Regions from separate parts of the Mus musculus genome. Here region 2 is linked to region 1. A link is a contact called in public HiChIP or PLAC-seq data. All regions are on one chromosome and are shown on one strand. The core of a region is the stretch at or near the end of the contact, and the rest is flanking DNA. Distances in the headings are between cores, read along the strand shown.

Evidence for each region. HiChIP or PLAC-seq counts read pairs in DNA pulled down with a chosen protein or histone mark.
Region 2: an H3K4me3 HiChIP or PLAC-seq map of embryonic basal ganglia shows a contact between it and region 1, with 5 times the contacts expected there. The contact joins the enhancer-like site here to the promoter of Metap1 in region 1. A contact is called at or near these places in 2 of 39 promoter capture datasets (cranial neural crest and hippocampal neurons), 1 of 15 datasets of contacts at CTCF or cohesin (the NIH/3T3 cell line), 11 of 484 Hi-C or Micro-C datasets (the 3T3-L1 cell line, the HPC-7 cell line, the STO cell line and 7 more), 13 of 115 datasets of contacts at active chromatin or transcription factors (bone marrow-derived macrophages, cardiomyocytes, embryonic basal ganglia and 10 more) and 2 of 9 other capture datasets (adipose tissue and liver).

The regions. Positions count from the first base shown.
Region 1 is chr3:138,487,840-138,491,869 of GRCm38.p6, forward strand. It overlaps Metap1 (methionyl aminopeptidase 1), which reads right to left and starts at 1,543. Exons shown (of 11, transcript NM_175224.4): 1 at 1,419-1,543. The coding sequence starts at 1,532. It overlaps Gm32553 (a long non-coding RNA gene), which reads right to left and starts at 222. Exons shown (of 2, transcript XR_001784010.2): 1 at 1-222.
Region 2 is chr3:138,912,051-138,916,408 of GRCm38.p6, forward strand. No RefSeq gene overlaps it. Among named protein-coding and RNA genes, the nearest start is that of Rap1gds1, 160 kb to the right of the region's middle. Within about 2 kb of position 3,086, at least 22 of the 459 cell types and tissues checked have an H3K27ac peak or open chromatin away from gene starts, as enhancers often do.

The DNA.
Region 1 (4,030 bases), core at 293-2,792:
TATTTTCAGGTCTCTCTCCTCCAAGTGCAAAGCTTGGAAAGTGATGTCAGCAAGGTCAAGGGTCATATACTCTCTAAAGGCAAGATCATACAATAGTGAAGGACTCTTGCAATGGTTTACTACAATTGCTAAGGCTTTTAATCATTGGCTTCATCTTATTTTATCTTTCCATCTATTTTATCTTAGAAAATAGTTGGTTTTGCTATTTTCATATAACTATTCTTCCCCCCACCCCACCCCCGCCCCCACCCCAGAACCCTGGCCGTCCTGGAACTTGCTTGTACACCAGGCTGACCTAGAACTGACAGATTTGCCTGCCTGACTCCCAAGTGCTGCGATTAAAGGCATGTATCACTTACCACTGGTGACATAATTATTCTTCTTCAACTTTATCTAGATACCAGCATTAAATTGTAGTGGAATCCTTTAAAAAACAAAACGTCTCTAAATGATAGGGCTACAGGGTCTTCCTTAATTTCATTGTCAGCACAATCTTGTACAATACAGAATGAAAGGTACCCTCATTCTCTCTGTATAGAGTAACACTGAAACTGGGGAACTTAAGTAATTTCACTTACTCAAGCTCTCAGAAAAACTAGCATGCCAAGGTCTTTGGCCTATTAACTCCCCTCTCCCAGGAACCTGTCAGTTTATTACCAACGTACTTATATTCTTCTCCTCAACAAATTGTAACTAAGAGCCTAATAACCATCTACTACTTGCCTTGCCATTATTCTGAGTCTAGAAACGCGATGGGACACAAATACTGTTCAATAAATACACACTTCTGTCAGGGCCCCACTCAGTGCTAGGTTTGCTCAGTTGCACAAAAACTACGTCGGAGCCTTGAAGCACAACCCCTGCGGGACTGTCCTTTCTACTCCAGGAACTTCAGTAACAGAAGTGACTCATCTCTTTACCTTACCGGTTCTCAAATTAATAATCTGAGATGCCAACGGAAAAGAATGAATTACACCGACCTCTCTCCACGCCTACACTCAAAGTTACTTAAATGTCAAAGCGCGGTAGTAAAACACAAAAGAAGTGAGACTGAAACAGCTCTCCTCTACGGGAGACTGCAGCCACCCCCAGGCCCCGGCAGGTCGCTTCCGTCTCCGTCCGGGATTGCAGAGACACCGGAGAGAAGCCCCGGGAGCGCGGCCAGCGGCGTCCAGACCCGACCCCGGCTCGGCGGAGGTCTTGGGCTACCGGCTCCCGCGCGTCCCTACCTGCGCACACACCTGGCCGCCCACGGGACCGCGGAGGCCTGGCCCGAACCCGCCGCAGGTCAGCTTCCGCCCCCGAGAGCGCCGGCGGCCGGGCTCCCGGCTCCCGAGGCCCGGGCCGCTCGGAGGCCCGAGCGGGAGGCGACAAGGCCCAGAGGCGGAGGACCGGAGGGGCGCGGGGTGGGCGGCTACCTGCGAGCAGAAGTACGAGCCCTGGATGCCCAGCTTGATGCAGGTGGGACACTGGAGCTTGGCCTCGCTGCTGCAGCCGTCCGTCTCGCACACCCGCGTCTCCACCGCCGCCATGCTGCCTGGCTGCCGGAGGAGGGAGGAACCGCCACAGGGCGGGGAGAGGGACCCAGCCGGGGAGGAGCTCCGATGGCAGGCCTAGGCGCCGGACCGGGAGGACCAGGGCCCGCCCCTACGCAGCGCGCCCCCGCCCCCCTCCGCGCACGCGCGGCCAGGGCCCCGCCCCTTAGCGCGCGCTCACCTGCTGCCCCGCCCCTCCCTCCGGTTCGGCCGACCCCCCGCCCTGACAGCCACGCCCTCTCCGCGCACGCGTAGTGGCGACCCGCCCGGCAGCCTTTACGCCGCCTCCCCTGCCCCGCCCCAAGGCTTGCGGTGGCGGCGACGCCACGTGGGGTCAGCGGAGATCCTACACCCCATGACGTTGGGACCCCGAGCGTGAAATTCTTGAGCCTTCGGTGTTTCATTCACTCGCAGGTGGTTGGGAAGGGCGTGGATTCCTCAGTTTGGTTCGCCGGGAGCTTCTTGGGGACTAATTCCCTTTTCTGAGTTCCGCTTCTCTCTGCCAGTGTTCTCCTCAAAATAAAAAAGAAAGAAAAAATTACGCTCATTCTTAAAAAAATATCAATGGACCGAGATGGGACTGAAATACGCTCTTCCTCATGTCTTTCCACACCCCGCTATTGAAATACATAGCGCTAGTAGCTGCCAGATAGTTCAATATCGATGATTTAAAATATATATATATTATCTGATTTTATAGTTTGAGCGAATTCCACCAATCAAGAATTGAGGGGGGTTAGCCGGGTAGTGGTAGCGCATGCCAAACTTTAAACCTAGCACTCAGATCTAGAGGCAGGCAGATCTCTCTGAGTTGGAGGCCAGCCTGGTCTACAGAGTAAGTTCTTGGATAGCCAGGGTTACCCATAGAAACCCTGTCTCAGAAAACAAACCAAAAGAGAAAAGAAAAGAAATGCGAGAATTAAAAGGCTCTAGAGTTTATCAGATACAACCCGGTAGCCTAAATCTTTCAAACACATAATCAGTAGACAACAACTGCCGTTTTCTATTTTTTTTTTTTGTTTGTTTGTTGCTAGAGGAATGCTGTGACTTTTAAAAAAATCTTTTCCACCTTAATACACCAGAAAAGCTCATGTTTTCTTGAATAACTTTTCCTGTATAACCAACCACTGTAAACTTTTAATAAAAATGTATACATTTAAGAAAATTAGTGACTGCATATGTGTATATGTTTGTATATGACATCTAACTGTATAAATCCCAGCTTCCTAAACTGTGGCTCTCAACTTCTAAATATGGAGTAACAAAATTTTTGGCAATAGTAAGCAGTTTTTGACAGCCTAACAACCAAAAGTTATTTCAGAATTAAACGCAACACTCAGCATGTGCATTGGACTTCTCTGCAGTCTGATCCTGCATCCACTGCACGTACACTCTGTATTGCGGGTGCTGTCACATAGGCAGTGACAAACACATCCTGGTTTCTTTACAGAAGACAGAGACATCTAGTATTCTTCTGTCATTCTTCATTATGTATCCAATCAGGTTGTCTTTGGATTGAGTTAGCCTCAATAGCAGCAATCCTATAGTGGCTAGAACTCTGCATAGAGAATTGAATATTTGCGTCCAGGCATTGCTGTTTTGAGTTACTGACTTTAATTTCATTTTGAAAAAGTTATTAAGTGGTCTTTGGTTTGGATTGAACAGAATTTCCAACAATTTTTTAAACAGACAAAAAGAGACTTCTGCTATTTGAACCATGAGAAACAGCGTTCTCAACATTGACAACTATAAATCAAGATACTAATCAAACCGGGCGTGGTGGCACACGCCTTTAATCCCAGCACTCAGGAGGCAGAGGCAGGCGGATCTCTGAGTTTGAGGCCAGCCTGGTCTACAGAGTGAGTTCCAGGACAGTCAGGGCTACACAGAGGAACCCTGTCTCGAAAAACCAAAAAAAAAAAAAAAAAGATACTAATCAACTATGAAAAACTAAAGATACTTTATGACCTATAGTGTCAAATATTCTACCAAGCTTCCTTCCCTCTCCCCCACTCTCTTCTCTCTCTCTCTCTCTCTCTCTCCCCCCCCCCCATTGTTGTTCTTTGGTTTTTCTAGACAGGGTTTCCTCTCTGTAGTCCTGGTCCTGGCTGTCCTGTAACTTGCTCTGTAGACCAGGTTGGCCTCCAACTCACAGAGATCCACTTCTGCCTCCTGAGTGCTGGGATTAAAGGCAAGAGCTACTACACCCAGTTCTAGATTTCTTTATGTAGAATAAACAAGCACACATGTCTCAATAGAGCAAATTTGCTCTTATCTTTAATAAAAGGTATTATGTTAAATTTTTCTAGGGGCTGGAGAGATGGCTCAGCACTTAAGAGAGCTTCCTGCTCTTGCAGAGGACCTGAGTTCAGTTCTCAGCACCTGTGTCAGGTAGCTCACAACCACTGTGACTGTAGCCCCTGGGGGTCCTTCTCCCTCTTCTGCTGCCCATGGTCATCTGTACACACACAGATACTCACACAGATACATACACA
Region 2 (4,358 bases), core at 1,836-4,335, 430 kb after region 1:
CTCTCTTACACACATATGCTCACGCACATACATCTCCTTCCAGGGCTCCAGGTGTTCTTGGCTAGAGTGTGAGGAGATAAAAAACCAACCAAACAAAAAACTAATACACTTGGCATGGTGGCACATGCCTGTGATCCCAGCGCTGGGGAGGAGGAGGCAGGGAAGCCCGGGAGTTCAGGGTCATCTTTGTCTACATAGCAATTTCAAGGCCAGCTTGGGCTCCATGAGACCCTCACTCATTCGCAAAGGAAAATGACTCTTAAGAGCACATCGTATCTCTTTAGAAAAGAATTCTGGGGTTCTGATTTCAAGTCCCAATTAAATTTCTGCTGCCGTCTTGAGCGATTGCTAATGCCAAGCTAATGCCAACTCTCAAGGTGCATCCTTTGAACCTTCTGTGTTTGGTTCATCGATCTATACCAGAATCTAGTGCTGCTCGTGGTTTTTACATAAAGTGGTGTAATGTTGGGATATAATCTAGAAACATCTTTCCATAAATCGTCTCTCAGTTACTAATTTCTAGGCTCTGAGATGGATGTCAGGAAAGCGCTGTAACAAAGCTGGGTCTTACGGGGCTCCTCCTCCTGCTGTGCTGCAGAGGGAACCTTCAATGTGATGCCTGCTTCTCACTGTTGCCTGTCATGTGACACATGCTTCTCGATATTGCCTGTCACGTGACACATGCTTCTCACTGTTGCCTCTCATGGTCAGGCTGCTTCCTTCCTCCTGTCCTCGGTGCCTGACCTCATAAGGTATGGCGGTAGTAATACCTGTATGGTAGAGTCTCTGCAAAGCAGAAGAGAGTTCAGGCATCCTTACTCCCTAAATCCTACTCGTGTCTTAGCCTGTCCTGAAGAGCTTTCTCAGGAAGTCCTTTCAATGCCACAGGCACCTCTCCAATCCCAGTATAGGCTCCCTTTTGAAAACCACATCACATTTGAACAGACATGAATAGCATCTTTTCTGTCAGAATGCAGGCTCTGCAGGTCTGGCCTGTGCTGCTAACCCCTGTGTCAGTCGTATTCCAGGGCTGTGGACTCAAAGTTTTTCTCTCAGTGGACTCCCCCAAGTTCATGTGTGGAACCTGTAATCCCTATTGTGGGATTTTGATGGCCACTGATGGGTAATTAGGTTTGTGTCATGAGTGTTGGGTCATGGCTTGAGAGTCTTTATGAAAAGAAGAGGAGACAAGAGCCTCTTTCCCTCCCCCATGAGTCTCCATAGAAATGGAAGCCTCAAAAAGAGTCTACCCTTGCTGGCGCCCTGAATTGGACTTCCCAGACTCCGGAACCATGGGGGATTCATGTGTTCTTCAAGCCACCAGGTCCATGATCTCTGAGAGCAGCCAAACTGAAATAGTGAATCAGACATCAGGGTTATTTGGTTTTGGGTAGAGAGCCCCTCTTCTCCTAAAACATGGGCTTCTATTCTGTAACAGAGAACTGTCTCCACTTGTCTCTAAATTAGTTTTGAGAATGATAATACGATTTCAGTTACTGTCAGTTGGCCCTAGAATAGCCCACACCTGATTGCTGTGAACAGAAACCATCTAAGACTCCTGGGCACTGGAGCATCTCTGGCTCCTGCCATGCTACTAATCCTATTGAAACATCAAACTGGTGGGAAGCAGCTATGAGTGGGGATTCCATGTTTGAAGAATTTGTTTGCTAACAAATTCTGAGTTTCTCCAGGCTTAGTGGGTTTCTCAAATAACTTCTACCTGAAATAGCACTGTTGCAGAAGATAAGGTCCAGGTACGATTGACAACACTGTCATGCTTAGAGGCAGAAATGACACTCACATGAATCTTGGCCCCTTGGGTCAAGTAATAGTAAGAATGAATAGATGCACATAGATCTAATGGCTCCTAAGACAGGGTACCTAGCTTTTCCACAGGGGCAGCAATAGTCACATATGGGGAGGCTGTGGACCACACACTGACAAATGGCAAGCTGAAGAGGAAGTCTAGGCATTGATGAGGGATACAGCCACGTCCTTTGCCAGGCTCCACAGAAATCTTAGAGGTTCTGATGTCTAAACAGACTTGGTTTCGTATCCACAGTGATGGAGTACAAAAAAGTGGCCAGTGGTCATATCTGGGGCCATTCCCAGGAAGACTGGCAGGAGGTGTCCTGATTATCTTGCTGGAGGGCAGTTTCTGAGGGTCAGCAAGGTCTCTGGAATATCCCTTGGGACAGTATCTACCTTAGCCTAACACCTGGAGCTCCTGGTTAGGAAGTCTGCTCACACAAAGGTGCAAGTGATAATGGGTCCCTGAGTCAGAGCTCAGTGACACTGGGCTCTGGGTAAATACATTTCAGGATAGAAACTGAACAATGGTCCATGTACATGGAAATGGTCATCAGGCTGTTCAGTGACTCTATATAGGTTTTTGTTTTGTTTTTGAGACAGGGAGGCTCACTGTGTACCCCAGGCTGGCCCTTAGACTCCTGATTCTTCTTCGGATTCCTATGGGCTGGTGTACAGACAGGAACACACATGTTTCTTTTAGGAATGTGTGAATGCTGTTAGGTTTTTTTTTTTTTTCTAACAGGCCAGCACTTCCCACAGAAACAGGACAGACTCACCTTTAAATCCTTTAATAATTCAGCTTCCCAGGTTTCAGGAATTTGATTCCCTAAGTGATTCATAAAGTTTGGCTTTTTTTTTTTTTTTAAAGAAAGCCTGCAGTCGGCATTCCTGGGGACTCTAACACAGCACAGAGAGGTGCTCAAGGGCTTTGCTCGTTTATAGAGCTTGCTGATCCAAGGCCAAGGTTCAGCTGAAACAAAGTCCTGCCCTCTGGATTGCACCCCTGCAGATCTGCCACACTGATTTGGCCAGCCCATGAAAGTCAGCCATTGCCTGTCGTCCATGCGTTCTCTCTCAGGGTTAACTCCACCATCATCTCTTGTCTAGCCTCACACCTCACGATCCGCAGCACCAGTCTCCACCTCCACAGCTCCCTCCCTGTCCAGGTGAAACAAGGACAGAGAAGCAGCTTCGAGCCTACACTGGTGCTGCCTCACAAGTCAGCAGGCCTCACTTCTGGGGGTGGTGAGACAAGGCATAGGATTCCTGTGCGAGCTCAACAGCACCACAGGAAATCTTGGTGTTTTTGCAATCCTTTCTCCCTGAGGCCCACTGGGTACTGTGGTCCAGGTGGGTCCTACACACACAGCTGAGTATTATGAGCCTAGAAAGCCCAGTCCTAGACCTATGAAAGGGTCTAAAAACATTCTTGGCCCAGTTTTGTCCAAGAGAGACTTCATCTTATTTGCCTGTACATAAGGAAGAGAGAAAAAAAAAAGCTGCTGCATCTCTTATACAAGCCTGCTTGCTATCTAAACAGCCTTGAAAAGAACTTCAAACAAAAGCTTTTCTGGCTTTCTACAGAAATACAAAAACAGAAGACACCCAAGAATAGTCTCCCGGGAAGAGACACATGTCTCCTTCCTACCTCCCCATTAGCAACAACTCTGGTTCTGGAACAAAACAAACAAATCAATTTCCTGTTCAAAATCCTTGGGTTTGCCCTTCCCAGTTTATAACAAAGCATTAAGACATCTCAGGTCCCATCTATGTTTTCCAAGCCCGGTCTTTTGTTTCCTCCCCCTCCCATATGGATACCTAGAGCCCAGACTTGTCTCCACTTGCAACACTGTTATTCTGTGTATGTATCCATTAACAAACTGTTTCCTGTCTTCTGCTTCTGCAGTATAGAGCCAGTGAATCTCCAGTGTTACTCAGAAGGGCCCTGAGGAGTGAAATGTAGAAGTTCCAGGTTCTGTGGCTGTGACCACAGGCAGAACAAGATGCCCTAGAGTGATCTTGATGCATTAATGACTAGGCTTATTGCATCCCTCCTGGAACGGCAGGGTCCTATCTGGTTCATGAATGCTCCTACCATCTGGGTTCCGTGTAACTTCCTCTCCATGAACCTTAAGGTCTACCTCCAATCTTCACGGTATTTAGTGGTGGCAAGAAGGGAGGGCTGCTGTTCTCTGGGGGCTCTTCACCACTGATAACAAGGAAGAGAAAGGAAAGGCTGGCTGTCTCTAGCAGGAATTTGCCCTTTTCTATTTCTCTTTCTGGGAATCTATATTTCTGTGAAGTGTAGCACAGGTTCAGCAACCTGGGAAGACAGGGAAGTGTGTCATATTGTCTCCTGAACAAAACTAGAGCTCTGTAAATAAGGAGAACGGAGGTGGATATTAGATAAATAACTTGAAATATTGCCACCAGGGCACTTTTAATCCCTGTCACTGATGCCACATGTCTTCTCCAGTAGAGCAGAGGGGTCAGGAGCTCTGGAACTTTCCCCACCTGGGTTGGTCAAACCCCAGAGGAAAATAGCT